4 separate regions of the Mus musculus genome follow, and all the other regions are linked to region 1. Evidence: chromatin contacts called from public Hi-C and promoter capture Hi-C data. All regions are on one chromosome and are shown on one strand. Each heading gives the region's core, a stretch centred on a gene start, on an enhancer-like site or on the middle of the called end of the contact. The rest is flanking DNA. Distances are from core to core; before and after follow the strand shown. Region 1 holds the start of 4932438A13Rik (RIKEN cDNA 4932438A13 gene). Region 2 holds the start of Trpc3 (transient receptor potential cation channel, subfamily C, member 3). Region 3 holds the start of Adad1 (adenosine deaminase domain containing 1 (testis specific)). Region 4 overlaps Trpc3 (transient receptor potential cation channel, subfamily C, member 3).

What was found. Promoter capture Hi-C pulls out the DNA fragments that hold promoters and counts their contacts. Hi-C and Micro-C count contacts between places; a contact is called where the count stands out from the background.
Region 2: a Hi-C map of nephron progenitors shows a contact between it and region 1, with 2.8 times the contacts expected there. The contact joins the promoter of Trpc3 here to the promoter of 4932438A13Rik in region 1. A contact is called at or near these places in 2 of 39 promoter capture datasets (cranial neural crest and hippocampal neurons), 9 of 484 Hi-C or Micro-C datasets (Sertoli cells, cerebral cortex, cortical neurons and 5 more), 3 of 115 datasets of contacts at active chromatin or transcription factors (astrocytes, cardiomyocytes and forebrain) and 2 of 9 other capture datasets (adipose tissue and liver).
Region 3: a promoter capture Hi-C map of embryonic stem cells shows a contact between it and region 1. The contact joins the promoter of Adad1 here to the promoter of 4932438A13Rik in region 1. A contact is called at or near these places in 8 of 39 promoter capture datasets (the C10 cell line, the HPC-7 cell line, embryonic stem cells and 3 more), 1 of 484 Hi-C or Micro-C datasets (embryonic stem cells), 1 of 115 datasets of contacts at active chromatin or transcription factors (acute myeloid leukemia) and 2 of 9 other capture datasets (adipose tissue and liver).
Region 4: a Hi-C map of cerebral cortex shows a contact between it and region 1, with 2.4 times the contacts expected there. The contact joins the enhancer-like site here to the promoter of 4932438A13Rik in region 1. A contact is called at or near these places in 3 of 39 promoter capture datasets (cranial neural crest, hippocampal neurons and stem cell-derived epiblast-like cells), 6 of 484 Hi-C or Micro-C datasets (cerebral cortex and cortical neurons), 2 of 115 datasets of contacts at active chromatin or transcription factors (embryonic forebrain and stem cell-derived neural progenitor cells) and 2 of 9 other capture datasets (adipose tissue and liver).

Annotation. Positions count from the first base shown.
Region 1 is chr3:36,861,755-36,864,454 of GRCm38.p6, reverse strand. It overlaps 4932438A13Rik (RIKEN cDNA 4932438A13 gene), which reads right to left and starts at 1,349. Exons shown (of 86, transcript NM_172679.2): 1 at 1,107-1,349; 2 at 1-68.
Region 2 is chr3:36,688,876-36,691,575 of GRCm38.p6, reverse strand. It overlaps Trpc3 (transient receptor potential cation channel, subfamily C, member 3), which reads left to right and starts at 1,409. Exons shown (of 12, transcript NM_019510.2): 1 at 1,409-1,778. The coding sequence starts at 1,597.
Region 3 is chr3:37,062,214-37,064,913 of GRCm38.p6, reverse strand. Adad1 (adenosine deaminase domain containing 1 (testis specific)) reads right to left here and starts at 1,258. Exons shown (of 12, transcript NM_009350.3): 1 at 1,074-1,258; 2 at 554-733. The coding sequence starts at 1,191.
Region 4 is chr3:36,641,483-36,644,182 of GRCm38.p6, reverse strand. Trpc3 (transient receptor potential cation channel, subfamily C, member 3) reads left to right here. Exons shown (of 12, transcript NM_019510.2): 7 at 1-98. Among named protein-coding and RNA genes, the nearest start is that of Gm35856, 12 kb to the left of the region's middle. Within about 2 kb of position 1,277, at least 9 of the 459 cell types and tissues checked have an H3K27ac peak or open chromatin away from gene starts, as enhancers often do. A contact at or near this core is called in cerebral cortex, where this site is marked.

The DNA of each region.
Region 1 (2,700 bases), core at 100-2,599:
TTTAATCTTCAATGTTGTTTATCTTTCCTCTTCTGAAGGTCCTTCTGCAGCGCTTCATCTTAACAAGTCTGAAAAGACCAGCATATCAATCAATTAGAAAAGGTATCCTAACTTTGTTGGTAGAGCAACCGTTTCAAACTAAATTATTTAAACACACCAGGAAACTCTTCAGTATTTGGTCCAATGTTACATTCCTACACCTCAAATAAGACTAAAATAATTTAAGAACCACTTTATATGTAAAAGAAACATAGGAGTCCACGAGGTAGGAGTCAGGATGCTAATGGTGACGTTCTACCTGCGAGGCACACTTAAAAGTGCAGCCTTGAAAGAATGTTTCTACTGACACCGAGTCTGCTGGAAAGAACTGTGCCTTCATTTCCTCTCTACTCTGGGCACCTGGCACATTTTATCACAGGGCACTTGCCTTGCAAACTTTTAAGGCATTTGAGTAATGGGGGGGGGGTGGCATGCTAACTGAGGGGCCATAAAGTGAGAAAGTCAGGTTTGAAACAGTTCTGTTCCAAGGTTCTCAGCTACAAAGTGGGGAAAGGCTTCACCTTTTTGTTACAAACTGTATGAGCGCATATTAAAATAGCACATAGCAGTCATTGCTAAGTCAAATATTCTGACTAACTCATCCACTTTTATACTTGTCAGATTAAATCTGCTTCGTTGTCATGCACGGGATGAAAGCAGCAACGCGAAACCACCTGAAACCTACTTTCTCCGTTCCAGAACCCATGACTGCTCAGAGGAAATTTACAAGAATTCGTCCCCTTTACCGGACATCCCACTGTCAACACCACAACCGATGGGGCGAGGAAGGAAGAAATCTAATATTCCCCGGATGGAAGATAACCCTTGTGGACCTTCCTCTGGCAGGAGAGGTGTCCACTCAGGTATGCCCTACCAGACGAGGGCCGAGCCAACCCGGGGCGCTCGGCCCTGCCCACCCCGCCAGGTCCGCGCGCCCGCCCCCCCCGCCCGCAACCCCAGCACCCGGCTGTCAGGGCCTGCTAGGCCTCCACCTTAACCTCCGACCTCCGACCTCCGACCCCCAGGCCCGCGCCACAGCCGCGACCCCGCAAACCTTCCAGACTCACCCGGAAAGGCGCTGCCCACCTCGCCACCTCCCAGCCCTCACCGCGCGCAGCCTCTCGAGCTCCTCTCACTTGACAGCACAACAGCCCCGAGTCGGGACCTCCGCTGATGCTTACACCCTCAGCCTGTAGCACGTCCAGCTCGGCCCGCCGCCTCGGACACCCATGGGGCGGAGGAGTAGAGCCGAGGCAGGAGTGGAGGCCAGCGGCACCGCAGCTGCGTCAACTGGCAGCGTATCACGTCAAGGCGCCAGCGCCTCCGTGTACGCCACTCTGGCCCCGCCCAAGAACCGAGTTAGCCCCGCCCCTCACTGGCACCAGGCCCGAACGGAGAAGCGCCGCTTGGGCCGGGGGCGGGGCCGGGGCGGGGCGGGCCGGGGCGGAGGCGGGGCCTTGGAAGGCCGGGGCAGAGGACAGGGCTTAGGCCCTAGGGATGAGATCTAGGTCAATGGGGCAAAGCCTGAGCTTCAGGACCAAACTAAAGACTAAAGTTGGAACCTGTGCCTAGAGGCGAATCCTGTTTTTACAAGAGAACAGGCCTGAGCAGAGGGGCGGGGCCATGTCCACAGGGCGTAGCCTAGTCTGAGAGACACAGGTCACTACTGATTTGAAAACTACCTTGTTCCAGATTCCAATTGTGGCGTGGGGGTTGTAAACATCGTCCTGATAATGTAGACAGTATAATCAACGTAGGAAAAGGAAGCCAGAAAAAGGAGAGTCTGCTAGCTATGGCATGCATCTCACAGAAGATGCATTTGATGTATGAAACACTGACCTAGGAAATTAACCAAATATTTTAATTTTTCACAAATTAAAACCTAAGGCTCAGGAAGTTGAAGTACTTTGTCAGTTTAGAGATCTAGGATTTGAGCCCCAGCGCCACAGCTTCCAGTACATTCTCTACACTACCTGTCAATATCTAAGCCTCTGGTTCTAAGAGTTCAGGTCACTCAACATTTCCACTTGGGGGTGGGAGCATCCACTTTTAAACAGATGTGAAGCCAGATATAATAAATAAATAAATAAAGTCTTAGCAAGAGTTCTTTGAACTAGAAGTGACTGAGATATGATTCAGTTTCCCCAAAACAAAACAAAACTGAAACTAAATTGCTCCAGAGATAAGAAGATCTTAGGATAGCAAGAAGAGAAGTATAATTCACAGCAGACTTCCTCTACAGTGAGTGAGGAATTGGAGAATCTGAACACTTACTTGTCTCCTTTCTTCTTATCCCCTGAGGAAGAGCCACCCTGAGCTACAGGTGTAAAAGAGATGACATCTTCAAGATGAGTTATTCATCGTAGAGCTTTTCTATTCCAAGGGCCTCTAACCCTGGGAAGATGATTAAGCAAAGAGTTCAGGGTGGCTCAGGAAATTTACATAGCAACACTTCCTGGCTCTTGAACCTTCCCCCTACTTTGACTTTTCACCAGCATGTGAAAAATGCAGATGGTGTCAGAAAAAGAAAAAGAAAAAAAAACTGCCTCCAGCAAATACAATGTGAACTTCTCTAGCTGGACATAGCTAAAGTATGCATAGCATCCCAGCACATTGGAAAAGCCTGGGTTTGAGACCAATAGAGAAACTTCTGGACCAGCC
Region 2 (2,700 bases), core at 160-2,659, 170 kb after region 1:
GTAGAGCTACTGAAGTGCACAGGGGGTCTTCTGTGAAGTCTCTTCAAAGATGGAATCAAAGGGGATCTGGTAACTCGGTTGTGGAAATTAACACTTTCCTATGAAGTAGCACATGAAGCAATTTCCAAACGTTCCCATCTTCCCGAAGCAGGGATCAAAAAACGCCAGTGCTTCCTTGAACCTTTGCTTGCATACTGCCAGTGCAAGGGATCCACAGCACTTTATGTGCGTTTGAAGAGCTACGCGAAAGGGAGCCACAGTTCCGTACTTTTGTGTCTTGAGTTCGGAGAGAACCATTTCTCCATGAAGCACAGTAGCCACTAAATAATGCTAGCAGTGAACTAACCTCCCTTGTCTTAACCGAGCTCAGCTGGTATTTCTGTGATTTTCCCAGTATGCCTTTGCGAAGGCATCTGCCTGACTGACGTAACAGAAAGTCTTGAATACTGTTTGGGTCTGAGTGGAGTTACACCTCGGTTCTCTGCTCCCTAAAATTCTCATTGATCATACTCTGTAACCCTTCATCCCCGAAATTTGAGTGACCTTGAATTTCAAAGTGCATTCCCTTAAGTTTTAAAAATAATGGAGGAGGGGCAAGTTCCATTCCCTGCACCCTCTTTAAAACCTTCTGTGTTGGCACAAGCTGGGGAGGTAGAGATAGACAGATTTGTGGCTTGCTGGCCCACAACCTAGTCTAGTCTAATCCAGGAACCCCTAGGTTCCAGAAAAAGCTTCTGTCTCAAAAAAATAAAAACAAAACAAACAAACAAAAACCAAGGTGGATGACCTAAGGAAGACTAGCAGAGTTTGACCTCTGGTCTCTCACACCCCAGCACACATATGTGCACCTGCTGCTGTAATTTATGGAGGCCGAAACGGAAGAATTGCTGTGAGGTGTGGACCAGCCTGTGCCAGATGCTGACTTCCATGCCATCCTGGGCCACAGAATAAGACCTTGTCTCAAAAACAAACAAACAAAAAACGAACAATTTTCTCCCTTGAAAAACGCTTCTTGAAAAGTACAGAACTCGAGTTAGCATCCCACACGTTTAGAAATTGACTGGCTGTGAGGCACAGGGACCCAGGAACCGCACTTAAACCCCTGTGGATTCTGCTAAGCCTGACAATGGGAAACTAGCAATGCTTTGCTTTGAAAAATCTAGATAGCTGAGCGTGCATTAAAAAAACCTAACAGGTCGAGTATTCCATTTCCTTTCCTAGGACACTTGTGTCTACAGATGCATGAGGGTTCTGGGTCTCTGGTAAAAAAGGAGGGTGGAGGGAAGTTTCTGCTGTTTCTCAGCTCCCCACCTGCTGGTTTGTCTGATTCCTGCACAGCGCTGTCTGCGAGGGACTGGTCTCCCCTCCTCCCATCCCTCCTTCCTCCCCCCTCCTCCCTCTCCTCGCAGGGAAACCGCGCCGTCTCGCCGCGATGCTGTCGGGCCGGCAGACCGCGCACAGCCGGCAGCGCGGCCGCGGACCCCAAGCTCCGCTGCAGGTCGCGCGCTCCGCCCGGGCGTCCCCAGCTCCGCGGGCCCGGTGCTTGACCCGGGGCAGCTGGGCTGCTGACTGCGGGCGGCAGGGAGCTTGGCCGCTATGTCCACCAAGGTCAAGAAGTGCCGGGAGCCCGCGAGGGTGACCTTGCCCGCTCCGGAGGAGGAGGAGGATGGCGAGGCCGAGGGAGGCGAGTCGCAGCGCCGCCGCCGGGGCTGGAGGGGCGTCAACGGCGGGCTGGAGCCGCCCTGCCCGCGCGCGCCGCCGTCCCCGGGGCCCGACGCGTGAGTACCCGAGCGCGGCCGAGCGGGGCGGGTGGGACCAGGCTCGGGATCCGGACTGGTTAAGCGCGGCGCTAAGCGGGGCCGGGCCAGGCTCACGTGCATGCATGCACTGCCCGTGGACCATCACCGACGGCGGGGCTCGGGGAGAGAGAACGAGGCCACCTGGGCTAGGATTTGGGACTCGAACCCGGAGCTACCCGGAGGTCCTGGACCGTTTTGTGTGCACAGGACCTGCGGCTGGTCCCCCTATGCCTCTCCAGCTCGCCGTGGAGGCTGGAGGACGGGGCTCAGCGGGGCACAGTGCTGTGCGGGGTGCACTGAGTGAGATGAAAGCTTCCCTGTAGGTGTGCGTGCTCACACCCAAACCCGAGGGCAGTGGCTCTGACAGTCAGTCTCTTAGGGCCAACTTGGACGATGGGTCCCAGAAGGCTCAGGGCCGGTGACTCTTCCCCCTTCCCTCCAGTTCTGACTTTTTCCTTCTCCACGTCTCTGTTGTTTCTCTTTTCCTCTGCAAAAGTAGCAGTTAGCAACCAAATGATTGAGAAAAGAACCTGTTCATTCGAACAATACAGCGCCGGGCCAGCTTCCAGAGGCAAAGATGCTGAGGGCACTGCTCTACTTCCCTCGGCGATGCGCTGCGCGTGCGGGAAGAGTGTCCTGAGAGGAAGGGGTTGGGACGTGGGGACCCATTTCGGTCGTGGCTCCTCCGGGCCAGTGGGCTTGTGGCTTTCCTGTCGGGGGGACGGGCTCTGCAGCGCCGCCTGCTGCCCAAAGTCTGTCTGCTGCAGGATCTGTGGCTTGGGGAGGTTGGACCGGTGGAGAACTCAGGCCAGGCCAGACTGGACTTAATAGGCTGGCAGGGAACATAAACAGCAATCATTCCGGAAGGGTCCTGATTTAAAATCTGCTACGCACCCGGGAG
Region 3 (2,700 bases), core at 9-2,508, 200 kb before region 1:
TGAGGACACATTATACAGAAATACCATTTGTGATGGAAAAATTAATGGAATTTTAGTGATGTCTCAGAGATAAGTCATTTTTACAGATGAGGTCACTAAGGTCTAGAGTGGCAATGATATAGAACTGGTTTTGTTGAGACTACGATCTAGTTTTGTGTACCAGTCTGTTATAATGCCTATCCCACTGAGCTGTCTGATCCCAATTCAATCTAAGTATCACAGTATGTTTACTACTTCTTTATGTGAAGTAATATGTAGAATACAAAGTGCTTGCAAGTCTAGAACTTTCCCTGACACCCCATAGTGGGGGCAGGCTAAGTTATATTTCAAGTAATTCAACAGTGAAGGCAGGCAGGAACAAATAAAGGATCTGCGAAGTTAAAGACTTCTACAGGCCTCCTACTGTAATATGTCACAGTTACTAACTCCAAATGGCACACGGCCACAGAGATGAGAGACAACATACACCCACACCCACATCACTTAGCAGTTACTATCAATCCCATAATCTTTGTGTATCTAGGTACTTCTACAAATAAAAAGAAAGTTGTACCTGTCACTTGCGTAACCTTGGATGCCATATTCGACAGACTACAACTTTCAGAGGAATATCCAGTGGGCAAAGTTACTGTCTGAGCTGATGGCTGAACTGGCAAATTCTTTTTCAGCATCTGAGCAAAGCTGGGAACCCTGGAACTCTGAAACCAGTCATTGTTTCCAGAAGTTTTCTCTCCTGTTTAGGATGAAATTGACAGAAAATGAAAATCCTGGAAGAGGAACTCCCCAACACTTTTAGTTTGACCTAAGTTTTTCCCTCACACACATGCTCCCATGGCTACAAACAATCCCTCTTTAATTAACCTCAAAGCTGTGTTGTGTTTTAACAATTAACTTTTCCAAACTGTCCCCTAAACTCAACTATAAACGGTAATAGGAGCAGCTGAAGGGTCAGTGGAAAGCCACCACCGCCACCACTAACAGTGAATCAGAGCTGAGGGGCCTCATTAGCAAGGTCTAGAAAGCCGAGAACAAGAGGGGACAGAACCAAACCGACGGCCTCCCGGCCAGCGCACCCCCGACGCTGTCCTTCGCGCCCTCCCCGCCCAGGCTCGCCGGCAGGTGAGCTGCCAGAGGCAGGCCGAGCCGAGGGCCCGGGACCGGGGCTCGTCGGCTGCCGCCCGCGGTCGCCATTGCTGCGCTGCCACCGTCGACCTCTCGCCTCAGACCTCTGCGGGCCACGCGGTCAGTCGCGTCTTTCAAAAGGGCCCCTCGAGCTGACCCTGAGGAGCGGGGCCGACGCCCCCGTGGGCGCCCCTCGTCCAATCAGCAAGGACCTTCGCTCTGGCTCCGCCCCCGCGCCCTATGCGCGTGGGCTGCGTGTGTAGCTGGGCCTGGGTCACGGTGAATGGGGCGCAGGTTCCAGGCCTCATCTCTATGGACCCCGTTCTTCCGGCCTTGTCAGGTTGCATTCTTTTTGTAGAAGACAAAGTCCCAAGGTTCAGCCTCTCTGTCCCTGCCCCTCTCACCTCCTCATGTGGCTGCTTGTCCTCGCCCGACTTAGGGACACACTCAGCCACACACAGAGCGCTACAAAGCCGCTTATTCCCAACTCAGTCGTCCACACTTAGGACAACCTAGAGCGGTCACAGAGTACTACATGGCTCCATAGCCCCACTTCAGTTGTCTGCACACAGGGTGTCCCCAGTCGTCCCAGAGCAGCACATGGTTGCTTACCCCTGTGTCAGTTGTCTACACCGAGTGTGTAGCCTTCATAAAACACCAGGTGTCTTCGTGTCTTCTTAACCCCACTCAGTGTCTCTACCAAGGGGCGTCTTCCCCAGGGTCCTTGGAGACAGCCGGGGAAAGCTGAGGCTTGTTTCAAGGATACCCTTTACCCTTCTCCAGGTAAGATCTGAGAAAGGGCCCAGGGGTTAGGCCTCTGACAAGCAGAAGATCCCCTAGTGCAGCCCAAAAGAACAATCAGGAAGCCAGACGTGAGGCTGAAAGCAAATGGCCCTAATATCTGGGTGACTGATCTCCCTATGTCCCCTTTTAAGATGTTTCTCATACAGGTCAAAAGAGGACCTAACCAAGGTATTAACTAAAAGGTAGTTGAAAATAGTTTAAATAGTGAATTATCAAGTGTTGTGATGCAATCAAAGAGGCATCCAAAGGATTGTGTTTTGTTAGCACAAGATTGTGATGACATCGACCCTTTGATATGGGCAGATGTTCTTAAAGCCATTTTAAAAAGAGAAAAGGCCAATAGAACCGATGCCTATTTACCTAGTATAGCAAGAAATAACATTCATCCACAGCACACAGTGAAACTGAAGGCAAAAACGATCTCATTCTTGTAAGTAGGTAGCGTTTGCAGTAACTATTTTTCTTTAGTTATTATCAACATGTCTTGACTAAATTGTTTCATCAAAAGCCCATTAACAACTAATGATCCGGAAATTTTTGTTGCTTGTTGCAGATAGCCCTGGGGCTAATTATATTTGATGTTAATTCCGTTCTCCTCCTGAGGGGTTACAAACAAGCAGTGAGTCAGTGCTCTGGTGATTTCCTGTAAACCTTCTTCCCACCTTAATTTATAAAATAAAGGCTAGAGCCGGTGATTGGGCTGAAAAGAGGGGAAGGTGGAGCTGAAGGTTTTGGGAGAAAAGGAGGGAGAGAGAGAGGACCACGGAGGAGGAA
Region 4 (2,700 bases), core at 28-2,527, 220 kb after region 1:
ATGGTTCTCTTCATTATGGTGTTCCTGGCTTTCATGATTGGCATGTTCATACTTTATTCTTACTACCTTGGGGCCAAAGTAAATCCTGCTTTTACCACGTAAGTAAGACATCATGCTACAAAGGTATAAAAAGAACTTCTAATGGGTCCAGCAAATGAGAAATGTCAGCTGTCATAACGATGCCATTCTCAAGAGCAGAAAAACAGCCCATGAAATCAGTGTCTCTGGCTGGTCATGCGGGTCATTAGTCCACTCTTGGAGTTTAGTGAGGGTGATCAGGATTTGGAAAAATACTGGACCAAAAGAGCTATTTTAAGAAAATTAGATAGCAAATGTCTAATAATGGACATCTCTTACATTATGTAAATGCTAGATTTAGAGCCATCATTCTGAAGTCTGTTTTCATCAGGAGTGAGTACAGGGGTTGAAGAGCAGGACAGCTCCTGAAAAGACAATGCCAACCCCAGCCCTCCAGGAAGAGTCACCTCCTCCTGGAAGCCTTTCTTGATTACCCAACAGTCACTATCACTCTTAGTTCCCTGCTGCCATGGAACTACCCCAGCTGTGAGATCATCCTTCTTGCCCCTGGGTGGCTGGTTGTCATGGGGGTGGGGCTCTCCCTGTGAGTAAGAGTATCACCAATCTCACCACCTACCTTTGCTCCCGCACTGCCACATCTGCAAGCCAGCAGCACAGTAAGTTCCCTGTAGGTAAAGTACAGAAGCTCGTCCTTGGAAACCTCTGAATTGTCCTAAAGTAATTCCTAAATAGTTATTGTCGAGCAGGTCTTAAGGGTAAAGGAGCCCAGAGGTTCATTTTATTGTAATAAATGACGACAACAACAACAACAACAAAAATCCCGTGACTCCATTGGAGGATGGACAGGACCCTGCACAGGGTCCCTGTTCCCTTCCTCACAGCAGTTCATATGATACGTTACTTGTTTCTTTTTCTTTCTTTCTTTCTTTCTTTTTTTTTTTTTTTTTTTTTTTTGAAGGGAGACCTGGTAACACAATATAGTAGAAAAGAGTATTGCTGGAAAGTCTGGCAGGCCAGGGTTTTAACACAGTTCTGCTATTTTCTAACTGCGCCCTTTGGTTAAACTCCTGAACATTTTTCCGTGTCATTTTTCTCATTTTTAAAATAAGCGTGATAGATTTTAAATAAGGTCGTCGTGAGGATTGCATAAGGCTTGTTACATAAAGCCTCTTGCCCACAGTAGGAGCTGCGGCGTCCTTTCCATTGCAGCGCCCTCGTCTCCCACACACGCGGCTGGCCCACAGCTGCTGCAAGGGAGTTTGCGCAGGCACGGGAGAAAGGGGCAGGGTGACTCTGTGACAGATAGGTGGAGTAAATGCAGAAATAGAGGCTAGAGTGATCAGTCTCCTGCCTCCTCCTGTAATTTCATACTCTGAGGTTTTGTGACAAAGGGAATCCCCCCCCCTTCTATCCCCAGGAACTAACTTTTCTAGAACATACTAGCTGTTCCAGTGTTACTGGCTGAGTGGTTACATGAATAAATAAATAAACTAGCATTTAAACCTGGCAGGTCTAAAGGCTTCATTATTGTTTAGAATTTGTTAAAAAAAATATTTTGAAATACTATTTTCATAAATCATTTTCTTGGGGGAAAATAAAAAGACTATTTTCCACCTGTGAACTTGGGTGGCGACTATTGAAGGTTCTTTATTCTGTTCACAGATGTGAGGTTGTGTGACAAAATGGGCTTAATGCCCTCAGATAAAAGTTGTACGAGGGATGGAACCCGATGCTTAGTCTGGCACGTGCTGTAAGGACTGGGGGCTCCTGTTCCGTTGCCTCCCACCCCGTGTCTCTTGGGCTGAGCATCGTTTCCATGAAGGAGATGCAGCTGGGTTTCAGAATCTGTACCCCACGTGCAACCAACCATGGATCAGATATTCTTTTGAGAAATAGCGTGTGTGTTGAGCATGTACACCCTTTTCTTGCCACGGTTCCCCAAATACCATAGTATCATAAGTATTTGCACAACTTTGTATTACATTATTAACCAAGAGAGAGGGTTTAAATACTACAGGAAGTGATACACTGCTAACCTGGAAATACAGCATCATTTCCTCGGGGTTCTCTTGCACGTCCTCAGACGTTGGTGCCCACGAGGACCTTGGGAGCTAATCCCACACAGATAACATGGCTGAGTGTGGATTCTTGTGACCAGAATTCAGGCATCAGGGCTGGGTGTTTAGAGTGAAAAGCCTTCCCTTCACACCCTAACCCTCAGTCTATGAGCTGAATTTCATTTTCGGAAACCATGGTTTCTTTTGAATACTTTTGGAGATTTTTTTCCCCAAAAGAAGAATATAAATATCCAGATAGCCCTCTCTTTTGTGTTTAGATGACTCAGTATTTCACAGATGCTACATTTGATTTTTTTTACTTAATGTATCCTAGCTATCCCTTATACTATAACTGTATGAAGATAAATCTGCCTCGTTATCCCCAGTGGCTGCACCGCATTCCACCATTGGGATACACCAAAACTCTTTGGCCTGGTTTCTGGATATTGAGCTTGGTTTTGTTCTAAGTATGGACAAATTCCTTCATCGTGAGCCATGGTGAGGGGAGATCCTTTTTGAAGTGGGTGTTTCATTTCCAACCTAAGCCAAGGAGTTGGATTTAAACTTCCAAACCACCTACAAAATCAGACTCCAACCTTGCACC